Linked DNA regions of Ovis aries: region 1 is linked to region 2. The links are chromatin contacts, called in public Hi-C maps. All regions are on one chromosome and are shown on one strand. The core of a region is the stretch at or near the end of the contact, and the rest is flanking DNA. Distances in the headings are between cores, read along the strand shown. Region 1 holds the start of ADAM12 (ADAM metallopeptidase domain 12). Region 2 overlaps ADAM12 (ADAM metallopeptidase domain 12).

The links. A called contact is a pair of places that touch in the nucleus more often than the background predicts.
Region 1: a contact with region 2 is called in a Hi-C map of hypothalamus, with 3 times the contacts expected there. The contact joins the promoter of ADAM12 here to the enhancer-like site in region 2. A contact is called at or near these places in 2 of 16 Hi-C or Micro-C datasets (hypothalamus and liver).

The regions. Positions count from the first base shown.
Region 1 is chr22:45,389,364-45,395,135 of ARS-UI_Ramb_v3.0, reverse strand. It overlaps ADAM12 (ADAM metallopeptidase domain 12), which reads left to right and starts at 4,155. Exons shown (of 23, transcript XM_027960492.2): 1 at 4,155-4,257. The coding sequence starts at 4,170.
Region 2 is chr22:45,200,356-45,205,878 of ARS-UI_Ramb_v3.0, reverse strand. The region is part of intron 3 of ADAM12 (ADAM metallopeptidase domain 12); the gene reads left to right. Among named protein-coding and RNA genes, the nearest start is that of ADAM12, 190 kb to the left of the region's middle. Within about 2 kb of position 3,173, at least 2 of the 54 cell types and tissues checked have an H3K27ac peak or open chromatin away from gene starts, as enhancers often do. A contact at or near this core is called in hypothalamus, where this site is marked.

The DNA of each region.
Region 1 (5,772 bases), core at 2,906-5,405, 190 kb before region 2:
CTTTCATTCAGCCTGTCTGCACAACGGTGGGAGTGGATGGACCAGTACAGCCAGGGGGCTGTCTGAAAAGCTGGTGATTTGGCCATGTGGCACTGTTCCTCCTGGGTGCTCTCAGTCACTTGGGGTACTCACAGTGGGCACCACAGTAGGCCCGTATGAAGAAGTTGGAAGGTCAATTGCCGGGGTGACACAGATGAATATAGACGGGGGAAGGGAGTCAGCCTAAATGAACTTCCATGTCCCTTCTGGTGGTGAGCATGTCTGAGCTCCTGATTCCTCCAAGAGCATTCTTTCTCTGGTGTTTGGATAGGTTACTAACATACTGATTCTGTGCAACAGTTGGGGTATCAGAATCTGGGGGAGTTAATCTACTCAGAGGAGGCTCCTTGGGAGTGAGTTTCTAGAGGTGAAGAACTTTTGGAGTGAAGATTCTAAGAAAACAAAAGTGGACTTCATGTTATTATAGGCTGAGAAGATCATGAGCTTCAATCTCCCCGTGAGATGGAATTAAAACGATTTCCAAGAGTCTTAATCACGGGCGATTGTGTTTGTTTACCTTTGCAGCAAGCCATGGGGGCTGTGCTTGGAGAGATGAAAGCTGTTTTGTGAGCCTGAGTCTGAAGCTCCATCAGTAGGTCAAGTGGGAAGGAAGCTGACCGTTCCCTTACAGCAGAAGTCAGGAGTGTCTGCCTGTAAAATCCTGCCTTAGGAGCATTTGCCTCCATTTTTCACGCGCTCAGACTCAAAGCAGATTGAGTTAAATGTGAGCTTGGATGAGAAATAAGTGCCCTGTTCATTGTGAATGCCCAGGCTGTAGAGCAAAAATAGCACACAGGAAACGGTACTGCAAAGGTCAATTCTTCTGGAAAGGAAAGGACAACAAGCCATCTATCTGAAATTTTAATGAGCAGACCCTGGCCTCTGACCCCATACCATTACCTAACAATCCAGTATTGAGTGCCACGTCGGCTTCCATTTCCTGCAAACCGGGAGGAGGAGGCAGGCTTCTCATCCAAAGGCCAACCATCTGCTGGACCTGAGGTTCCCCCTCTGCCTAGCTGGCTGTTACTGGGGGTCATAAGTCTTTATGGATAGAGTGTTAGCCCAGGCTTCTTGCTTCACAGAGGTGGTGAATTGGAAACTGGAGAAAGCAGGGCTGGTGGGTAGGATTTTTACTATCTCCAAACCTCACCCCCGCATTGGCTGTTTTGTTTCATTCAATCACAAACAAACCACGGACAGTCCTGGGGGCACATTTAGCCCTTTGGAGAAAGCTTTGCAACTTCCAGGTTTTTTTTTTAAAAAAAGTGGACTTCAGTAGTCAAGAGCTGAACATGAAAGGAGAAAAAGAAATGGATCGTTCGGAAAGAAAGTGTATAAAGACTAACGCACAGTGCATATTACATCCATTATGAATAAACAGTTTAACCAGTCAGACAGATTCAAGAGGCCAGCAGCTGGGCTCATTTGAAAGTGAGTCTCCCCCACGGATCTCAAAGGACACAATTTAAAACTCCCTTGTGCAGTGTTTCTGGAAGTTCTAGGCAACAAGGGCAATCAGAACCACCTGGGTCCTTGCTAAAACTGTCCTTCCCAGACCTCCATAATAAGGACCGCCAGTGCACATGGGGTGTGCATTCTTAAAAATAGCAGGACTCTCCTGGCCTGGGGAGGTGTTCTATCAGCTCCTTGAATGCTCACTACCACCACCTGGGAAGTTTATATTTTACTTTCACTTAACAGATGCTAAACCCAAAGCTTGGAGATCTGAATTAAATCTACGCCTGCAAATAGGCCTGGTGTGGGCTCTGCTTGGCCACAGGAAAACGACTTAACCTCTAGACATTGCGATTTCCTCCTCTGTATCTTCAGGATCTTAAAATAAAACAATCCCTGGGAAGCGCTTTTAGCACAATACTCTGATTATATCAGGTATGTAATTAATAATGCAGTAGTCAACAAACAACCTACCAGCTCACCCCATTCAATCGCCGGGATTGATCAGTTTGTCCGAGTAGACAGAGGAGTCTTGGAAAGCAAGAGGCGTTTCTCGTTGGTTTCCCAAGTCCTCAACAAAGCATTGCTAATTGCTAACGGAGAGAATGAAAGTACAAAGGACAGAGGGGTGAGTAGTGGGGCTGGATTGAAACTGGGGCTTGGACCCAGGCCTGGCTTCCAGACAGAGTGTTGAGATGCCTTGGAGCTGAGGAGGGCGTCCTGGGGCCAGTGCTTCTGGCTTTTGGGTTTTTTTTGTTTTTTTTTTTTAAATAAAAGGCCTGAACGTTGTCTAGAGGAGTTGACCTGGTTCTTAGGAACATGGCAGAAACCTAGGGGTGGGAGGGAAATAGGAGGAAAGCCACTTTCCTGTAAAAAGAGCTGGTGAGGAATGGCATTTTCTCAAATACTGGCTAAATGCCTCTAGGAATGAAGCTTGGTCAGAAATTGGTGGGAGGTCACAGGACAGGTTTTTGTGCCTGGTTCTCCCTCTGGGCTGCACAGTGGAATCACCTGGGGCTTCAGAAACTTCTCAGCCTCCATCCAGGCTTCCCTGGTGGCTCAGATGGTTAAAAAAAAAAAAATCTGCCCCAAACTGGGGAGACCTGGGTTCGATCCCTGATGAGGAAGATCCCCTGGAGAAGGGAATGGCTACCCACTCCAGTATGCATTTTGCCTGGGGAATTCCCTGGACAGAGGAGGCTGGCAGGCTACAGTCCATGGGGTTGCAAAGAGTTGGGCAAGCCTGTGCGACTAACACTTCAGGCTCCATCCATGGCTGGAGATGCTGAATAATCTGGGTGGGGGTGTTATTAACCCCTTAGTCCTTAGGGTTCTAATAGGTGGTCAAGATTAGGGATCTCGGTGGTTCCACAGGTGGTGGGCACCCATCTTGATGCCCCAGCTCCTTCAGTCTGCGTAGCCCTCTCCTTGCTGGTCCCATGGTCTAGGAGAAGGCAAGCCCTGCCTTAATAAACACTGATACTGTGCTCTTTGAGGTCATGGAGGCAGAAGAGAAGGAGACTGCCAAGAGCTCAGACTGGAAGCAAGTCTCCTTCATCTCACTGCTGTTTCCCAAACACCCGGTGCTCCCTGGCTGGATAGCGTCATTTCAAGGGCGTGGGAGGGCACCCAGGAATCAGTACTTTTGACAGACAAACCCAGTCGCTTCTTACATCAGGAAACTTTGGGAAACATTGCTGTGCACCTTTCCTTTGGCAGGAGGGGGCGGGGGAGGGGTGGTCCATGCCAATCTATGATGGTAAAACCTAAAGCAACGCCTCAAAAGCAGCATGCCCAGAAGTCGCGTGTCTTCAAGTCCAAATTCAGTCTCCGGCAGGAGATGTCCCCGTTTGGGAACTTACGGGACCGGCCCAGCTGGGGAGCGGCGGACAGCCTTTCAGACCGGCTACCCGCGTTCCGCTGGTTCCCGGCGGGCCTGGAGCGAGCAGCCGAGTCATCATTTCCAGCCTCAGACTGGAAAGCTGGACCGTGCCGCCGCGTGTGCTCTTGGCAGCCGGGCGCCCGGGGCCCCGCGGCCACATCACCCCGGGGCGGGGATGTGTGTGCGCTCCTGCGCCCGGCCGCCACCGAGCCACGTCTGTGCCGCCGCCGCCGCCGGGGCGCGCGGCCCGGGAGGCGCCCTGCCCCGAGCCGCCCCGGGGGTGGGCGAGCGCCGGCTCTGGGCGGGACCCTGGGCGGGGGTTGGGGGGGAACCCCGAGCGGTCTCTAGGACCCGCGGGACGCCGCCGGCGGGCGGGGGAGACGATAATTTGTTCCGTGGTCAGGAGAACGGTGACTGCGGGCCGTGGATCCATTTCACAGGCCTGCCTCCTTGCCCTAACGATCTTCCTCGTCCCGGGGCCAACTCGGACAGTTTGCTCATTTATTGCAACGGTCAAGGCTTGGCCCGTGCCAGCACAGCGCGCGCGCGCACACACACACACGCGCGCGCGCACACACACACGCCAAGGGAAAACTTTCTTTTAAAAAAATGAAAGCCTAGACGAGCTCTTCCGCGGCCCGGGCGCTGCGCGAGGGGGTTCGGAGCTGCCTCCCTGCGGCAGGAAGTCCCCGCGGGTCGCGACGCCCGGCCCCTGCCCGGCGCCCGCGGGGGATGGTGCAGCGCCCGCCGCCCAGCCCGAGAGCTGCCGCTGCACCGAAGGCCGGCGACGATGGCAGCGCGCCCGCCGCCCGCGCCCCCCGCCCGCGCCCTCCTGCTCGCCCTGGCCGGGGCTCTGCTGGCGCCGTGCGCGGCCCGAGGTAAGTGGCCAAGCCCAGGCGGCGGCTCGCCCGCCAGCCCGCTGGGGACCCGTCCTCCCAGGGCTCCGCGCGCCCTTCTGGGGCGGGGGGGACACTCAGGGGCGCATGGCGGCTCGCGGGGACTCGGCTGCGGAGCGCCAGGATTCGGGCACCCGGCTCGGAGGGGACCCCAGCCGCTCACCCCCAACCCACCGCCCAGGTGCCAGCTCCCAGGGGGAGGAGGGAACCCCTGGCTTGGGGCCCCGAAGCCGCCTGCGCGCGGAGCCTGGGGGCACAGCCTTGGGGCCGCTCGCGCGCCTTCCCCTCCCGGGGCTCATCTGCCAGGGTGTCTTTCCGCCTTGACAGTTACACGTGTCGCTCCGGAGGATGCGCGCGGGTCCTCTCACCCTGTCCCTGATGAATACCCCCCGACCCCCATCTCTGACTCCGGGTCACCTCTCCCTGAGGTTCCCTGTCCGCCCCTGCCTCCCCCTGGGATCCACTGCGCGGGGGACGCGCCGTCACCGCGCAGGTGAGCCACCTCGGTGCCTACAGGTGTGCCCGCCGCCTTCCACGGCACTCTCCACTTTTAAAAAATGGACTCTCGTGCTCACTTCTTTAATGTTCTTTCCCTCTTTTTTCGGACTCCGGATAGCTCCCCCGTGGTCCGCGGCGGCCAAACCTGAGCAGAATCTTTCTGTCTCCCGCCGCTCCCTCACGTTCTCTGCCAACTAGTCGGTTAAATCAACTTTGTGTAAAGCGACAGCTTAACTCCAAGCTAAGCTAAAGTGTGGCTGTTGTCGCCGTTTTATAAAGATCTAGGTTTCCCCCAGTTGTCTACCGTTAAAGTAGGGCACCTGTGGATCTTTTTGCACGATGAGAACTCAAACAGCAGGTGCCTTTTTAAAAATTCGCAAGTTTCTGCGGGTCCCCGTCCCCACCACCGCCGTCTTTCTGCCACTGGAGGCGCTGTCGGCCTAGCGATGAAAGGCTTGCCTCATCTCCAGCTCCAAATTTCTATGGTTCTGTATCGTAGGCATTTATTTTTTCAGCAACTGGCCTCAATCAAGAACCGTTAGCATCTTAGGGTACGTTTAGTTTTGCCATTGCCACGGATACCCTCTACCTTCCCCCTGCACCGCATCTACTGTAATGTGGCTAAAACCCAGCTCTCATTAAAACCCACATGCCAATGAAGACCAATTTGGAATTAATGATTAAATAAAAGGATTGCTCTAAGCAAGGAAGAAGCAATGAGATAGCCAAGAAAAAATACTGCTGACTGTTTAGTTGAATAACTCTCTGACCTGCAAGTGAAAATAATAGTCATCAAAAATGTTTTGAAAGACTTTTGTACAAATTGGTCCTTTTGAATATTTATTGAGAAAGAACTTTTGAAAAAACTGAAACAAAATCTGAGAGTGTGCCTGAGGTGGTCTTTGCCTTGGCACACACTCTGTACACATAAACAGAAGTCCACTGAACGTGTACAATAAATGCTTTTTTTTTTTTAAGAGGAAAATGTTTACTAAGTGA
Region 2 (5,523 bases), core at 1,924-4,423:
AATCTGACCATCGCATTTGTCACCATCAAAGCATGACAGCATCATCATATCATGATGACAAATCCTAATAAATTGTACATGACAATAGGAGACCCCAGTCATTTATTTTATTACCATCAATCACGCTTATGAATTCTAAAGAACAGTCACTGCTTAGGACAGTTTTTGTCTTTTGTGCCAAGACAAGAGTGGGAATAGCATTGTCAATCAGGTAATTTTTATTCATTTTTATCAGTTTGGAACCATTTGCATGTCCAACAGAATTTTATAGAGGTGTCTAAAGAAATTTACACCCTGAAAGGTTACCAGAATAAAGATTTCAGAAGTGGCATTATCTTTTCACCCTCTTCATCAAGGTGTGAATGGCCTACACTTTCTGGAAGTAACCACGAAAAGCAATTAAAACATGGAAGATGTACCTCCTGTATTGATAGGATTTGGGTTCTTTGCCAGAATTCTTGACTGTGAGCTGACAACGTTCCTGCCTTCAGAATTCTGGCTTTCATTGCTCTCATTTTTGATAGAGTATAATGAGTAATAGAAAAGTCTCATTAATTCTTGAAAAGGAACGTCTGTCATTTGACAATTCTCAGAGAATATTCTTATGACAAAAAGTTGGCACATAATTGAGAAAAAGCTCACTTGGTGTCGGCTAGGGGACGTGATCGCCTAAAAGTCATGGGAAGTAACAGAAAATATCTCTTCTTTTTCTTCCCCTTCTAAGCTGCATCACAAGAGTTTTATGGATATGATTCAAAGTTTATTTACCCATTGGGTTTCATGGTGTTTTCTTGCTGTGGTCAAAAAGCTGTTTTAACCAGGACACTCAGACTGTTACCTTCATCTGCCCAGTCTTCTTAGGTTGTGAGCTGCTGGTTCCTTCCAACTACATCTTGACGTGTTGGTTTTGTCCTGTAATAAATATGTGAAATATTTCCTGATGGCTAGGGCATGGCAACCCACTCCAGTATTCTTGCCTGGAGAATCCCATGGATGGAGGAGCTTGGCAGTCTATAGCCCATGGGGTTACAAAGAGTCAGACATGACTAAAGTGACTTAGCATGACATGCTTGCATTTACCCATCATTGAAAAGCAAGATTAAATACTATTTGATCTCCTTGTCTTTTTCTCACCTTCATTAAGAGCCCTCTGCATGGTGTGTCTCTCCCCTGTCTCCCACTCCCATGATTTTGGACGTACTTGCATGGGAATTTTCAGGAGCTCTGAGAACCATCCAGCCAACCAAGAATTCAAGGCTGACAAGGCTAGAACAGGTTTCTGAACCTCAGCACTATTGACTTTTGCAGAAAGGAGACGATTCTTTGCTGAGTTGGACTGTCCTGTGCATTGTGGGTTGTTTGGCAGCATTTCTGGCCTCTAGCCACAATCTGCCCTGGAATTGGTGACAACCAGAAATGTCTCCGAATGCAGTTGACCCTTGAACAAGATGGGGCTTAGGGGCACCGACCCCCATGCTGTGGAATATATTCAAGTATAACTTTACAGCCAGCCCTCTGTATCCGTGGTTGTTGCTGTCGAACGGTGGTACTGGAGAAGGCTGCTGGGAGTCCCTTGGACAGCAAGGAGATCCAACCAGTCACTCCTAAAGGAAATCAGTCCTGAATATTCATTGGAAGGAATGATGCTAAAGCTGAAGCTCCACTATACTTTGGCCACCTAATGCTAAGAGCCAACTCATTGGAAAAGACCCTGATGCTAGGTAAGATTGAGGGCAGGAGGAGAAGGGAGGGGTGACAAAGGATGAGATGGTTGGATGGCATCATCAACTCAACGGACATGAGTTTGAGCAAACTCTGGAAGATAGTGAAAGACAGGGAAGCCTGGCATTCTGCAGTTAATGGGGTTGCAAAGAGTCAGTCATAACTCAGGAACTGAACAACAACTAAATCCATGATTGTGTGTCTTCGGATTTAACCACCTGTGGATCTTACAGTACCATGGTCCATATTTACTGGAAAAGAATCCACATATAAGTGGATCCACAGCTCAAACTCATGTTATTTAAGGGTCAGCTGCATTTCCATTGCTGTCTGTGGGGCAAAATCACTCCCAACTGAGCACCAGTGACTTAAAGTAAGGAACTTTGGAACTTTCCTGGTGGTTCAGTGCTTAAAACTTTGCCTTCTATGCAAGGGGTGAGGGTTCAGTCCCCGGTTGGGGCACAAAGATCCCACATGCCTCATGCCAAAACAACCAAAAAACATTTTTTAAAAAATCCCAGATGCAACACTGTAATAAATTCAATAGAGACTTTAAAAATGGTCCACATCAAAAAAAGTCTTTCAAAAATAAAAATTTAAATAAAGTGAGGGAAGTTTTATGGCAGCTTCTTGAAATTCTCCAAGGATTTCCTTCCCTTATCTTTGTCACTAGAAGTATTTCTCCATTAGAGCAACATACCAAGAAGCACAAAATTTGCAGACCTACATAATCTCACCCACAAGATGCAATTATGTGAATAGCAGCTTGCTTTATTTTAAAATACACTATCAGGAAAAATTTACAGAGAAATTGAAATACGTTAGTTACTTGGAAGACCAGCTATCCACGATTTTTCCTTTTAGTGTTATTCATATTAAAACATGTAAAGGTTTCTGTATGTTTTTGTATTCTTATCTAACAAGATATTCTGAAATTTAATCTTTAATTCCTGAGGGATGATGATAAGGAGATGAGTGAACCAAGAATCTGGAAAAATATGGGTGTTTGAGTAACCATTTCAATAACAGCACTTTTAATCTTCTTATCAGTAAATAATCTAGAGTAATGTAAACTTTGAAAGTTTTACAAAAATGTTAGCAAGCCATAAAAAATTATATTTTAGTAACTAGTTGCTATGTGAGTCAGTATTATTAGTGTGGAAGCAATCATATTTTATGTTGAGTTTATTAGTGGTGGACAGGAGCCTGGAAAAAATTCTCAATATCAATAGCATCTCAAATCTGAGAAAATTATATCTCAAGTGCACAGCTGTGCATTGATCTCTTCTTTGAGAATTGTCTCTTAAGTGATCATGGTAATATTGTTTCACAATAAAATATCTGACCTCAAACTGAGTTATGATAATTGGCATAATCTGTGCTGTAACATGGTTTGGATTAGAAGCCATAATGTGTCATTGTTTCTTAGGAAATCGAAAGAATGTCAGCTCTGCTATTCTTGAACTCATGCAGTGCTCCCTTCTGCAGGGAAAGAGGCTCACTCGCCCCCTCTCCTCTTCCGGTGTCCTTGTCCCCACACCTCTCTTTCTCCAAGCTGTCTAATTCAAGGTCACAAAAGGGCCTTCTCAAGTGGCTCCCAGCTCATGTTCTTAATCTTGTTTCCCTTCTTTTCCTATCTGCAGAGACTTGTAAAACCTTCAGGAGAAAGTGAATCCCCATCTGTAACACACTTAGAATTGAACATGGTTCTTGCTTTTTAAATTTTCTTTAAATGGGGGTATTAGCCAGATAATCTGGTCATTATCTAGTATTTGGTCTTAGCAGATACAGACAAACATTCTGTAATAGAAAACAGTATTTTCTGACAGGAGACAATTGGCGTCTTTGTCAATATTTGGTATGAATACACGTGTTCTGGAAGCACAAGAATGTTTCTCTTTATTTGTGTGTGATGTTGTGATTAACTTAATTCCCTGGTTGAATGTTAAGGAGTCAACTCTTCCTTTAATGTCTGTGTTTGAAAAATCTTTTCAAAGTTGAATTAGTCCTTATCCCGAGACTAGGTAGGAGACTGTCCCAGCTGAATGTAATTTAACGACATGTTGCAGTTTGGAATTTAGGGTCTCGGAATCTGTTAGGGTCAGCATCTCCAGTGTTTATGGCAAGTATGCTTTGAAAGAGGTAACAAAGAAATTCAGTGTCCATGGACTAGTTCCAGAGACCAGTGGTCTTAACTTGCAGGGCGACCTTGTTTTCTCACAGTCTGTTTTCCCTGATAATTTAACAACAACATGCTGTCAGAGGTTTCTGAGGTCCAGTTATGTGAGATCAGTTGAGACCCAGCTTTGCTGTATTCAAGGTAATGTGTTCCAATGCTGCTGGGGGAAAAAAAAAAGGCATTTCTCCAGACTCATGAAGCCTTGCTGGGAAGGCTGGATTATAGCATTCCCCAAAAGATTTTTAGACTATGATGTGTTATTGTTTTTTTTTCAAAGTGTATGAGTTTATGTATTAGTGTACATTATTGGAATTTACCCAGATCCCAGAGAATTTATTGTTCATAAAACCGATCATCTGGTGACCAGACTATCTCAATTTTTTTAAAAGCATCAACCACAATAAAAAAGAATATTACCATAAAACACTGATCAGCATTTCCCAGTAATAATCAGCATATCCCAGGAGTAATATCTTGTGTACTCTCCAGGACTGCCACAGAGAGTAGTAACGTGATGGGAGGGCAGATACAAGGAGTTGACAAAATCTGAGACAGGCTCTCCCAACCTGGATTTTGTCTTCATTTCCGGAAAATACAGCGTGAGTTTGCATCTCACCTACCCCATACCAGGTATTTACTTGATCTGTGGATGCCTGTCTCTTGCAAAAGGACTTTCTGTGTGAAAGACATGTTGAGCAAATATACTGATCCTGAATGTATGGATTCACCTAGCTTCAGGAAATGGTAATCATGTCAATGGATGTGGGTGGTCTCATTCACTACAGGTTTTACGGCTTTTACTAACATTAAGTTAAACCTTTACCCATCCTATATAAACTGGGTTCTTGTAACTAAACTCATTTTAAGAGAAAGAAATTTGGCTCAAAGCACATAGAGGTGTTTTTTTCCTATGGAGTCAGAAGTTTTCTGGTTGTAAGTGACTATCTCAACCCTCTTTAAAAAAAAAGAGAGAAAAGAAAAGTTCTCGCACCACGTAGCTGGGAAGCAAGGTACGACTTGCTTCAGGAACCAAGCGCTCAGAGTATTACCAGGTTCCTGATTCTCTGGCTGTCTCCTGGACAGGCTCTCTTGCCACGAAGGTCACGAAGGCCATTGGTCTTCTCAGACTCAAAGTCTCAGCTTTGGAGACCGAATGAAAGGCAAATGAACGACACCATCTTCCCTAGAAGCCGACAGCAAAGGCTTGCAGTGGGGTTCACTTGGCCTGGCTCTTATCCTGTGCTTGTCTCTGAACCAGGAAACCTGGGCTACTCTGGACCAGCTTGGTTTTCATGCCAATTCTTTTAACGACGAGTAGGGTCAGACCTACTTAATCCGCTTAGTCCAGAGCGTACATAGGAGTGTGGGTTATGTTACCAGCAGAAGAGGGAAAGACTGATGGCCGGAAGAGGGAAAAAGGATGGCTAGAGCAAAGGTGTGAAGAAGGCGATGGCACCCACTCCAGTTCTCCTGCCCGGAAGATCCCATGGACAGAGGGCCTGGTGGGCTGCAGTCCACGGGGTCGCTGAGAGTCGGACACGACTGAAAGACTTCACTTTCACTTTTCACTTTCATGCATTGGAGAAGGAAATGGCAACCCACTCCAGTGTTCTTGCCTGGAG